Regions from separate parts of the Sus scrofa genome. Here regions 1 and 2 are each linked to region 3. Evidence: chromatin contacts called from public Hi-C and promoter capture Hi-C data. All regions are on one chromosome and are shown on one strand. Each heading gives the region's core, a stretch centred on a gene start, on an enhancer-like site or on the middle of the called end of the contact. The rest is flanking DNA. Distances are from core to core; before and after follow the strand shown. Region 1 holds the start of PPL (periplakin). Region 2 holds the start of NMRAL1 (nmrA-like family domain-containing protein 1). Region 3 holds the start of NUDT16L1 (protein syndesmos).

Region 1 (3,578 bases), core at 907-3,406, 230 kb after region 3:
GGACGGGACCCCAGCTGGGTTTGCGAGCCAGCTGGACCCAGACACAGAGGAACAGCGTGCAGGGCCCTGCCCAATCCCTGGGGTTGTGAAAGACCACAGAGGCTTGCGGGGGGCGGGGGGGAATCTTGGGAGGGGAGGGTAATAAATGCCCCTGAACTTGAAACAGCTTAAAGGAGAGCTGGGACCAGGGTGGGGGGAGGGGGATGAATCACAGGACAGGGGAGTTTCTGAAAGGGTTGGAACTCAAAGAAATGGAGAACCCACCCTCCATAGGCCAGTGCCCAGGCTGCTTGCACCTGTCGGACAGGTCGGCCTGGACGGGACCACAGGGGCAGGGAGGGAGCCCAGGCCAGCGTCTCCTCACCTTCCTCTGAGGCCTGCAGAGGAGTGGGGGGTGGGGGTGGGGAAGAGGAGTCTCAGGTGAGGGCACCTTGGGGCAACTGCTGAGTTCCCCACCTGCCTGAAGGCCCTTGTCAGGAGAAGTTTGGGAAAGCTGTCTCCCAGCCGGGAGCCCCCACCCCATTTTCCTTAGAGAGGGAACAAGGTGGGGTCTTCAGTCCTGCCTCCTTCCTCAATCTCAGCATCTCCACCAGGCTCCCCTAAACCCCTTATTAAATGCATACATGAGGTTTATCAAAACGGACGTGGGCTGCTGCCTCAAAGCAAACACATCAAGACATGTCATTCCCTTTCCAGGCAACCCTGGGAACCCGCGGCTCAAAGAAGCTGCCAGTTTCGCTAGTTTCGGGGCTGGAGGGGGGGGGGCAGCCACGCCCCGGAAAAATCCCCGCAGGGAGATGGCCCAGTTGCTGCTCAGCTGCTGCGCAGACCCCGAAGGAGCGGGGAGTTGGGGGTGGACAGAGGGTGGACCCCCAGCCGGGACTCCCCCAACCCCACCCCACACCCACCCATTCCTCCGGACTAGATTGGAGAACTCAGGATGGCTCTAGAAGTAATGCTCCAGGTGGCACGTGCCCCCACCTCTCGCCTCCCCGACGCCAGAAGCACCTGCTCCTCCAAGAAGCGCTGGTGAACGCCCCCCTGCCCCAGGCTCCAGCTCAGTTTCACTGCCCTGTTGCGCCCCTAGACAGCTTCCTGGGTCCCCCGCGCTTCCCCCCAACGCCCCTGCCTTGGGTGTAGCATTCTCGGGACACGTCACCCTCCACCCTGGCCCAGGAGGACCCCCCCCCAGCCCCCTGCGCAAGGCGGTCCCCTGTCCCTCCAGCTTAGTTCCCCGCCTCTAAGCGCCTAAGCTGGTGCTTTCTGGGCTCCTAGAACTCTCTGGTACCAAACAGCGTGTCTTCCCTCGGCGACCGCAGCCCATCCCCATCCCCATCCCCAGCTTGGCGGTGCTTCCCAGCTCAAGGATGACCCTCGAGCCCCGTGTTCCCGCGGGTCGCGCACTCCTGGCCGGGTTTCCCCCGCTCCCTGGGCCTCCCAGGACAATGCTTCCTGGGCCCCCGCCGCAGCCCTCAAGGCCCAGCCGTTCCCCCAACACGCACACACGCCCTGGGCGGTGCATCCTGGCCCAGCGCGTCCGCAGCGCGCGGCATGCGGGCGCCTGCTCACCTGCGGGTCCGAACCGTGGGGCTGTATTTGCCTTTGTTTCTCTTCCTGAAGAGCGAGTTCATGGTGGCGCTCGGGGTGCGCGGGCGGGGCGGCGGGTCGCGGCGCCGGGCTGGGCACTGGACGGCGGAGGGCCCGGCACGCACCGAGGGGCGGGCAGCGGGCGCAGGTGAGCGAGCGGCGGCGCGGGAGCCCCGAGTGCAGCGCGGCGGCGGCGGCCGGTCACTACTCGCAGGGGGCGGGGCGCCCGCAGGCCGCGGGCGCTCCCGGCCGCTCCCGAGAAGGTGGTGCTTACCTTCCCCGGGGAGGGGCACCGGGCGGGGCTTCCCGGCACGCCGGGCGCGCGCCCTCGTCCGGGCCCGGCTGGAGCGAGCGGGACGCCCGCCCTGGGCTGGGGAGGGGGGGGCCCGCCGCGCGCGCCCCGACGCCGGGACACTGGAGAGGCTGGGCAGGCCGGCGGGTGCGCACTGGCGGCTTTCGCGAGCAAGCCGGGGACCTGCTACCTCCCACCCCCGGCCTGGCGCGCCCCCTGGCTGAGGTCCCTCTCCAGGCTCTAGGCTGCTCCTCTGGGGCATCAGCGCTCACCTCTCTTTGGCTGACATCCCCTCCCCCCAACAGGTGTGGCAGAGATCGGATGGGTCCCTGTGCCCCACAGATAGTGAATTACACCCAGGTGGTGGCAGGGTAGATGGTAGTTGAGAAAAGGGAGCCCTGGAGTGCGCCCGCCTGAGTTCAAGTCCTACCCCCACAAACGGTCAGCTGACTCCTTGGCGAGGCATCTTGCCGCTTCCAGCCTCAGTTTCCTTATTTGTCAAACAGTGATAACCACAGCCCCCATCCCATAGGGTTCTGAGGAGATTCCTGGAGAGACACACAAAGCGCTTAGGGCAATGCCTAATGTGTCAAGTCAGACTTGGCGCCAGGTGAGCCCGCGGCCGGGCTGCGCTGGGTGCGGGCAGAGAAGGCTGCAGTTAGACAGTAAATTGAGTCTGGCCCGGGAACTAGACGGGACCCTGAGGGCTGGGAGGACTCGGCTCCACTTTGGAGGGCACTGGGGGTGCGGAGCCCAGCGGGAAGGAGCGGCGCAGAGTGAGTGAGTCAGAAAGCATGGAGATAAGCCGCGGCCAAAGGGCTAATTAGGGCTCAGATGGGGAGCTATGAGGTCTGCGGGGCAGGAGGCAGGGGCTGGCACGGGGCATCGAGTCATCACGCCAGTCCCTTTCCCAGCTTTTTTTTTTTTTTTTTTTTTTTTTGTCTTTTTAGGGACGCAGGAAAGGCATATGGAGGTTCCTAGGCTAGGGGTCCAATCAGAGCCACAGCTGCCGGCCTACACCACAGACACAGCAACACCAGATCCAAGCCATGTCTGAGACCTATACCACAGCTCACCGCCACACCAGATCCTTAACCTACTAGTCAGGCCAGGGATTGAACCCGAATCCTCATGGATAACAGTTGGTTTTGTTACCGATGAGCCTTGACGGGAACTCCCCCAGCTGTTTTTTATTTATAAAATAAAGCGATTGGGAGTTCCTGTTGCAGCTCAGTGGAAACCAATCTAACTAGTATGCAGGAGGACGCAGGTTTGATCCCTGGCCTTGCTCAGTAGGTTGAGGATCCGTCGTTGCCGTGAGCTGTGGTGTAGTTTGCTGATGTGGCTCAGATCCTTCGCTGCTGTGGCTGTGGTGCAGGCCAGCAGCTACAGCTCTAATTTGACCCCTAGCCTGGGAACCTCCACATGCTGCAGGTGGGGCCCTAAAAAGAACCAAAAAAATAAAATAAAATTAATAAAATGAAATAAAATAAAATAAAAACTTTTCCTGCTCCAGACCCCAAGACATCGGAGAGCTATGTCCTTATTCCTAAGGGGGAACCTGTTGGTGGGCTTAAGGGGATCTGTGGATCCTCCTACAGTTGCTTTCAAAATGTGTGTGTCTTGGAGTTCCCTTGTAGCGCAGTGGGTTAAGGATCCAGCATTGTCACTGCAGCAGCTTGGGTTGTTGCTGTGGTGC
Region 2 (3,278 bases), core at 82-2,581, 180 kb before region 3:
GGGAAACACTGGATCCTTAACCCATTGATCGGGGCCAGGGATGGAACTCAAGTCCTCATAGATACTAGTCTGGTTCGTTACCACTGAGCCACCATTGAACTCCAGAGTATCTTTATATATATCTAAATATCAGGCACGACTCAAGAAACCTGGTAATGGAGTTCCTGTCGTGGCGCAGTGGTTAACAAATCCAACTAGGAACAATGAGGTTGTGGGTTTGATCCCTGGTCTTGCTCAGTTGATTATGGATCCGGTGTTGCTGTGATCTGTGGTGTAGGTTGCAGACGCGGCTCCGATCCGCATGGCTGTGGCTCTGGCATAGGCCGGTGGCTACAGCTTGGATTCGACCCCTAGCCTGGGAACCTCCACGTGCCTCGGGAGCGGCCCTAGAAAAGGCAAAAAGACAAAAACAAAAAAAAAAGAGAGAGAAAGAAACCTGGTAAAGGCAATGGGTGGGGTTTCTAGGGCAAAGGTAGGAGGGAGATTTAATTCTGATGTTACGTGCAATCACTAGTAGTTCAAAGTTAAGAAATTAATTTTTGAAAAACTACAAGAGGAATCAGCGTTCAGGTCCTGCTCCATGGCCCCACCCTGGGTCAGGGGTCCGAGCCATCTCACATCTCCCTCCAGGACCCGGGGTACATCTCCTGGCGCTGAGAGTGGGCCCTGGCTCTGTGGGGCTGGGCCGGCCGGACCCCTGGGCTGGCTTGGCGAGGGGTCCTGCGTCTCGCGGCCTCCTTTTGGGGTGTCCCTTACCAGTGGCTCCAAACACGACCACCAGTTTCCTTTCCGCCATGCGACCGGGAACGGGAAACGCGGTCGGGAGAGGTCTGAGCGCTGTGAGAGGCGCAGAGTCGGCGACGAGGCCGGGCATCCCCGCCCGGAACGACCCCGCGCGCGCCGCGTAGGACCGAGGGGGCGGTCCGGCCGGGAGAGGTCGGTACCCCGCCACCCCCACCCCCTCGGACCGGACATGGCCTCCCAGCCCGACCCCCGGTTCCCCCAGGTCGCGTGTACCTCCTTGCCACCGCCTAGGTGGGAAATCGTCGGGGAAAGGGAGGGGGGCCTCCGCTTTTGCAGCCGAGTCCACCCCCGCCCGAAGCTCCAGTCGCACCCTGGCAAAGCCACCTTTTTTCGGCCACCTTGTGTGACAGAACCGCAGTGTGGGCTGCTTCCGAGCCCCCGCCGTCCTGGTCGTGACTCTGAACGGAGCTGACCCACCACCCCCTCCGCGGGCACAGATGGTTCGTCCCGGGCCCAGTGTACTCAGATCAGGTCAGCATCCGTCAGCGCCAGGCCTTCGTAACACCGAATTTGCGTAAATCGGATCTGACCTAAACAGACACGCAGAGGGCTGCTTAGCTGGATGCTGGGGATGAAGACTGCGCAAAGCATAAACAAACAAAATAATTAAATTTTTTCAATCTTTTTTTTCTTTTTTGGCCAGCCAATGGCGTATGGAGTTCGCTGGCCGGTGATCTGATCCAAGCTGCAGTTTCGACCTACCTGTGGCTGGATCTTTTAATCCACTGTGCCGGTCGGGTGATTGAACCTGGGTGCTGGCACTGCAGAGACTGCTACAATGCCGATTCACCACAGCAGGAACTTCAAAAATTTTAAATCTTGCATGAAGCTCTGCACTATAGGGTGTCACTCAAAGATAAGTAAATCTATACCCAGGAGTTAACACCCGAGGCTCTTGAGTTGCTGTATGGCTGACATTTGAGGTTGCCACGACTTGCCTGGGTTTGAATTCTTTTAGGAGAAAAGAGATTTCTTTGTATTCTTCTAAAAGTCAGAAATGATTCTCTTCTCTCCTCTTCTAAAAATGTACTGCTGACTAGATAAGAGCATTCATTTTTTTTTTTCCCTTCTTCATTTGTTCCAAAGTGTGTACAGACCCCTCTGGGAATGTTAGCTTCATAACAGTAGGCACTGATGAATTTCCAGTGCCTAAAATAGTACCTGGCACAAAGTAGGTGCTTAATAAATATTTGCTGATTGATTGCCTAAACATCTACTAGACACTGCAGTTACTGGGAAATCAAACTAAAACTGATGGTTTTCCTGAATCTGGTAGTAGCGATAACCCACAAGAGATAACCCACAAGGCCATGTGTTTTTGGTTTTGGGTTTTGTTTTTTTTTTCCTTTTTAGAGGCATATGGAAGTTCCCAGGCTAGAGGTCGAATCCGAGCTGTAGCTGCTGGCCTACACCACAGCAACTCAGGATCTGAGCTGAGTCTGTGACCAACACCACAGCTCACAGCAATGTGGGGGTCCCTAATCCACTAAGCAAGGCCAGGGATCCAACTCGCATCCTCATGGATATGAGTTGGGTTCGTAGCCTACTGAGCCACAACAGGAACTCCGGTCATGTGTATTTTATGTATGTAAAATATTGGTGTCTAGGTATTATAAGATACATGTATTTATTTATTTATCTATTTTTTGGCCTCACCTGTGGCATGTGGAAGTTACCAGGCCAGGGATCAAACCCATGCCACAGCAGCGACAAATGCTGGCTCTTTTTTTTCTTTTTTTTTGTCTTTTCTAGGGCCTCACCCACAGCATATGGAGGTTCCCAGGCTAGGGGCCGAATCAGAGCTGCAGCCGCTGGCCTACGCCACAGCCACAGCCACAGCAACGCGGACCCGAGCCGCGTCTGCAACCTACATCACAGCCAACAGTAACACAGGATCCTCAACCCAGTGAGCGAGGCCAGGGGTCAAATCTGCAACCTCATGGCTCCTAGTTGGATTTGTTAACCACATTCCAGGTGTTCGCCTGGAATACCTTCCTCCCACCACCTTATAGGGCCAACTCCTACTCATTCCCTAACACTCCACATAATCATCACTTCCTCCAGGAGGCCCTCCCTGACCTCTAGGCTACAGTGACTATTATTTCACTCCCATCTCTATTCCACTGGCAAAATTATCTATATCATATCGACTGAGGGCTTCCTGAGAGTTGGTCCCATGTCTTTTTTTGTCTCTTTCTGCTGGCACAGTGCCCAGCACTTGGTAGGAACTCAATAAAAACTTATTAAATGGAACCCAAGTGCATATTATTCTGATAAAAGATAAGGTTTTCCCTTCCACTGCATGGCTTAAACCACAAAACTCAATGGTCTGAGGCCTCTACTATAAAGAAATAAATCCAAACAAGAAGATCCCCGGTGGAACCAGTTGCAATAACAAGGCCCAGTGCAAAAAGAAAATGCAGGGCTCCTTATTTTATTGATTGATTTTTTTTTTTTTTTCTTTTTCAGCCATC
Region 3 (3,800 bases), core at 577-3,076:
CTCCACCTGGGTCAGCTGAGCCCCAGCCGAGCCCAGCGGGAAGGCACTGCGGGACAGCGGCCCCCAAGAGCCGGGGAAGCACAGAGAGGGCCGGGTGGGGGACCCAGGGTGGCTGCCCCAGGCACCCCATTGTCTTCTGATGCAGGGCTGCGGCTCTTTGCTGCGACAGACAGCCCCCCGGGGCCCTCTGGGTGCCCAGCCACGGACACAGGGTCAGCCGGAGAGAAGCCCGAGCCCAGCGGGTCAGGGGAGCGGGGTGTCAGGACAGTTCGGCCCAGCGTGACCCCCCTCCCTGTCCCCCTGCCCGCAGGATGGTCCACCTCCATGGAGACGCCCCGCAGCCTGCACACCACCGGGCCCCCCCGGCCTCCACTTGGTGGCCCCAGTCCTGACCCTGGGGCCGCCGAGCTGACCCCACTCTGAGAGCCTGGCCTGGCTCCCCGGACTTGGCCGAGGGCCGTGGACTCCAGCGCAACCCCTGGCCTCTCCAGTCTGCAAGTTCTGCGTGGTCACTGGCTGCGAGGAGCTGTGTGACCCTTGACCGAAGAGCACAGTTGACTGTCCCCTCTGACGACCCTTTTTCTACAGTCCATGTATTTGTAAATGGTACAAGATGAAGGACAGTGGCTTTCTGTCCCGGGCGCTGAGCTCTGGGTCCTTCCCAATGCCCCGGGGCCGGGCACCCGTGTGCAGCCTCACCCAGCCCCCGAGCCGTGGCGGCCGATGCCCGGGAACTGAGGGACACGCTGGAGAAGAGGAGTTCCTGGGCGGTGAGGTGCTGCCTTCACGGGGACGCGCGGGGCCCCTGGAAGGAGAGGAGGTGGGGTCTGAGTCTCAGGCCGGGAAGGAGACTGCCCCTGCCCTCCCCCTGCACAGCTTGGCGAGGCTCGGCCAGGTTTGGGTCTGGGCATGGGCGGTGTGGTGCCTGAGAGCCCTTCCCAGCGGCAGCTTTGCCCACGGCACCAGACCCTCTGGGCCGGGGCTCTGCTCGGCGAGCGGCACGCCATCACCTGCTCTGGAAGGCGCTGGTGGCTTCTCTGCTCCCTCTGCCGTAGATGGCACTGAGAATTTGCTTTGATTTGTTCCCGTCTGGGGCTCCTGTGGCGGGATGTCCCTGGGGACGAGGGCCCCATGTGAGGTGACCTCGCCTTCTCTTAAAGACAAACTTGCGGGCAACAGAAAGGCAGACAGCGTGCTTGGCCCTGGTGCCTCTGGATGAGAGCTGCCCCAGTGGGACCTTAGCCTGGCGGCGGCGGGTCTGCACTCCCCGTGCCAGCGCTTTCCTAGCAGGTGGGAAGGATGGTGCTGGGCAGCCGACCACACAGCCTGAGGCTCTGATGAGTGGGGTGCTCGGAATGGGCGCCTCCTTCTCTCTCCAGTTGAGCCTATGAACAGAGGCCACACTGCAGGCGCCCTGCCTCCCGTCCTGCCCGCCGTGTGCTCGTGGGTGCACAGATGCCACACACGCACATGACCGTCTCCCTCTCCTCACCCCTCTCCTCTCACTGGCCAACACCCCCCGCCTCTCACCATTGGTTTTGGGGCCAGTAACTGAAGGGCGGGGTGCAGACTGGCCTGTCTTGGACTTAACACGTGCTACCATTTGATGTACTCTGATTGGCTAGTTTTTGTTCGTTTTTACTGTATATTTATAGTAATAAAATCATGCAGCAATATCCTATTCGCTTTTCCCTCCATGCACAGCTCCACAGGACTGGGTTGTTTCTCGGGAGGCAGGACAGCTGAGTGGCAGCTCTGACACACTCAGAGCAGCGCAAGTGCCTGCTTGTGGCTGCAGCCACTGTTCCCTCATGTGTGATGTGACATAGGACTTCCGGGAGGGCGTGAGTGCTGCTGCTTGTTATTCTTGGGGTCGGCATTATGCTGATTGTCGGGTTGGAGCAAAGGGGAGGGACCCTTGGGACTTGGCTCTGTTTCCTGAGCAGGTGGAAGAGCCCAGGCCTCCAGCTATGCAATTGCTTTGGCCGTAGCCGTCGCTAGTTCCTCTTGCCGCCGTGAACTGAGTGCCTGCTGTGCCAGCAGAAAGCAGAAGGCGCCAGGCCCCTGGGAGCCTGCGTTCTAGTCAGTGAGATGCTACGCAAGTGATTCAGGTCTAACCACATGTGATTACAGTTAGGAAGGGGGTCGGTGGCTAACGAGGTGGTGCTGATTTAGCCTGTGTTTGGGGAGGGCTTCTGTGATACGTTTCAGCTGAGCCCTAAAGGATGCCAAGGAGCTGGGCCTGGAAGAGCACCCCAGGCAGCTGGCTCAGCAAGTGCAAAGGCAGGAGTGGGTCTACTGTGTCCACGGAGTGGCTGAAGTGTCAGAGCTGGGGTGTGGGGTGCAGACACTTTGTGGGGGCCCAGTTTTGCCCTAGGAGCAATTGGAGGCTGCTAAGCAAGGGAGCGACTTTCTCCAGCTGTCCTCGGGGGAAATGGATTGGAGGGCAGGTTTGGCTGCCAGGACGCTGGAGCCCAGCTGGGGCCCTCTGCTCAGCCTGAGCTCCCCTGACCAGCAAGCAGCCTCTGCATGGGGAGAGGCTGGTGCCCCAGCACGCCCACTGCAGCACTGCCCGAACCACGGCCAGCCAGCAGTGCCCTCTGACTCAGGCACTCAAGGGTGGAGCCAGCCTTCCTAGCTGGCCTGGCCCTGCCCCAGGGAAGGCCTGCCAACCTCGGGGGTCCCCGGTCTGCCACGGTCTCGGTGTGGAAAAGGCCTTTCAGTCACACAGGTTTTTGCATTGGCTGCACTGGGTCTCCCACCACGGGCCCACCTCCTTTATTAATGCCTGAGGCGAGCCTTCAAACACCTTTATTTATTAATGCCTGGGTCCTTCCCTTCAAACACCTTTAGTCTCCCTAGAGTCTGGCCTCCCACTGCCAGCTGCGGCTGCCTCCCTGCTGCGGCAGCCCCAACCCTGGCAGAGGACCACGCGGGGGGAAAATGGAGCTTGGGCTACCTGATGGAGTGAGTAGCACCACAGAACCCGGGGGAGCCTGCTGCTCTGCCGCAGCTGCTGTTTCTGATGCTCCGGAGCCGTAGTGCCTGCCTTCTCCGGTACAGACGCTGGTAAGTGACTCAGGCCCTCGTCCCCAGAAGCTGCACGGTTTTCTGCGCGGACACTGGGTAGGAGAGGTGGAATTCGAGGGTAGGATCCTGGCTCTCACAAACTGCTGGGTGCCCTCAGGCAAGTCCCGTTCATCTGAGCCCCAGGTTCCTAAAGGGGGGAGTACCTGGCCTATATGGCCCCTGACACGGGTATTTGGGCGCTGCGCTGGGAAGCTCCCTGCCCGGAATCTAAATCACTTCTGCCCCAGCAGGCTGGATTCAGGAAGTCCCCGAGTTCCTCACCGCCCACCCCCAGTTCAGGGCTGGGCTGGACTCGGGGGGTAGCTGGACTCTGCCAGGCTGTGTTTAACCGGCAGCAGAACCATGGGCTGGCATTGTGCCTCCTGGCCGCAAGGCTCGGCTGAGCCCCCTGGGGCAGGCAGGGGGCGCCCGCACGCCCAGGGACAGGCGCCAACCCGGCCTGGAGCTGACGGTGGGAAGCCGGCGCGGCTGTGCTCCCGAAGAGGCGCGGGGGAAGGCGGAGGGCAGTATAATTGCTAGGGCTTTCCCTGCCCTCTTCTAGACGCGCAGTTTGAGTCCAGACTCCACAGGCTGCACCGCCTGCAGGTAGCGCCCCAACCCCGCAGGCGCCGCGCGTCTGGGAACCCGAATCCGAATCTGCGCTCGGCTCGTGCGGGCTCGGTTGTCGCGTTGCATCTTGGGCCTTGTGGTTTTCTAGGATCGTGGGCGGT

What was found. Promoter capture Hi-C pulls out the DNA fragments that hold promoters and counts their contacts. A called contact is a pair of places that touch in the nucleus more often than the background predicts.
Region 1: a contact with region 3 is called in a promoter capture Hi-C map of fetal liver, with 4 times the contacts expected there. The contact joins the promoter of PPL here to the promoter of NUDT16L1 in region 3. A contact is called at or near these places in 2 of 5 promoter capture datasets (fetal liver and liver), 8 of 47 Hi-C or Micro-C datasets (embryonic fibroblasts, heart right ventricle, liver and 2 more) and 1 of 2 datasets of contacts at active chromatin or transcription factors (skeletal muscle).
Region 2: a Hi-C map of liver shows a contact between it and region 3, with 2.3 times the contacts expected there. The contact joins the promoter of NMRAL1 here to the promoter of NUDT16L1 in region 3. A contact is called at or near these places in 1 of 5 promoter capture datasets (liver) and 1 of 47 Hi-C or Micro-C datasets (liver).

Annotation. Positions count from the first base shown.
Region 1 is chr3:37,459,065-37,462,642 of Sscrofa11.1, reverse strand. It overlaps PPL (periplakin), which reads right to left and starts at 2,156. Exons shown (of 22, transcript XM_013995670.1): 1 at 1,570-2,156. The coding sequence starts at 2,141.
Region 2 is chr3:37,869,921-37,873,198 of Sscrofa11.1, reverse strand. It overlaps NMRAL1 (nmrA-like family domain-containing protein 1), which reads right to left and starts at 1,331. Exons shown (of 6, transcript XM_003124636.6): 1 at 1,018-1,331; 2 at 757-837. The coding sequence starts at 796.
Region 3 is chr3:37,692,679-37,696,478 of Sscrofa11.1, reverse strand. It overlaps NUDT16L1 (protein syndesmos), which reads left to right and starts at 1,826. Exons shown (of 4, transcript XR_002342434.1): 1 at 1,826-3,800. MGRN1 (E3 ubiquitin-protein ligase MGRN1) reads left to right here. Exons shown (of 17, transcript XM_021086677.1): 17 at 311-1,676.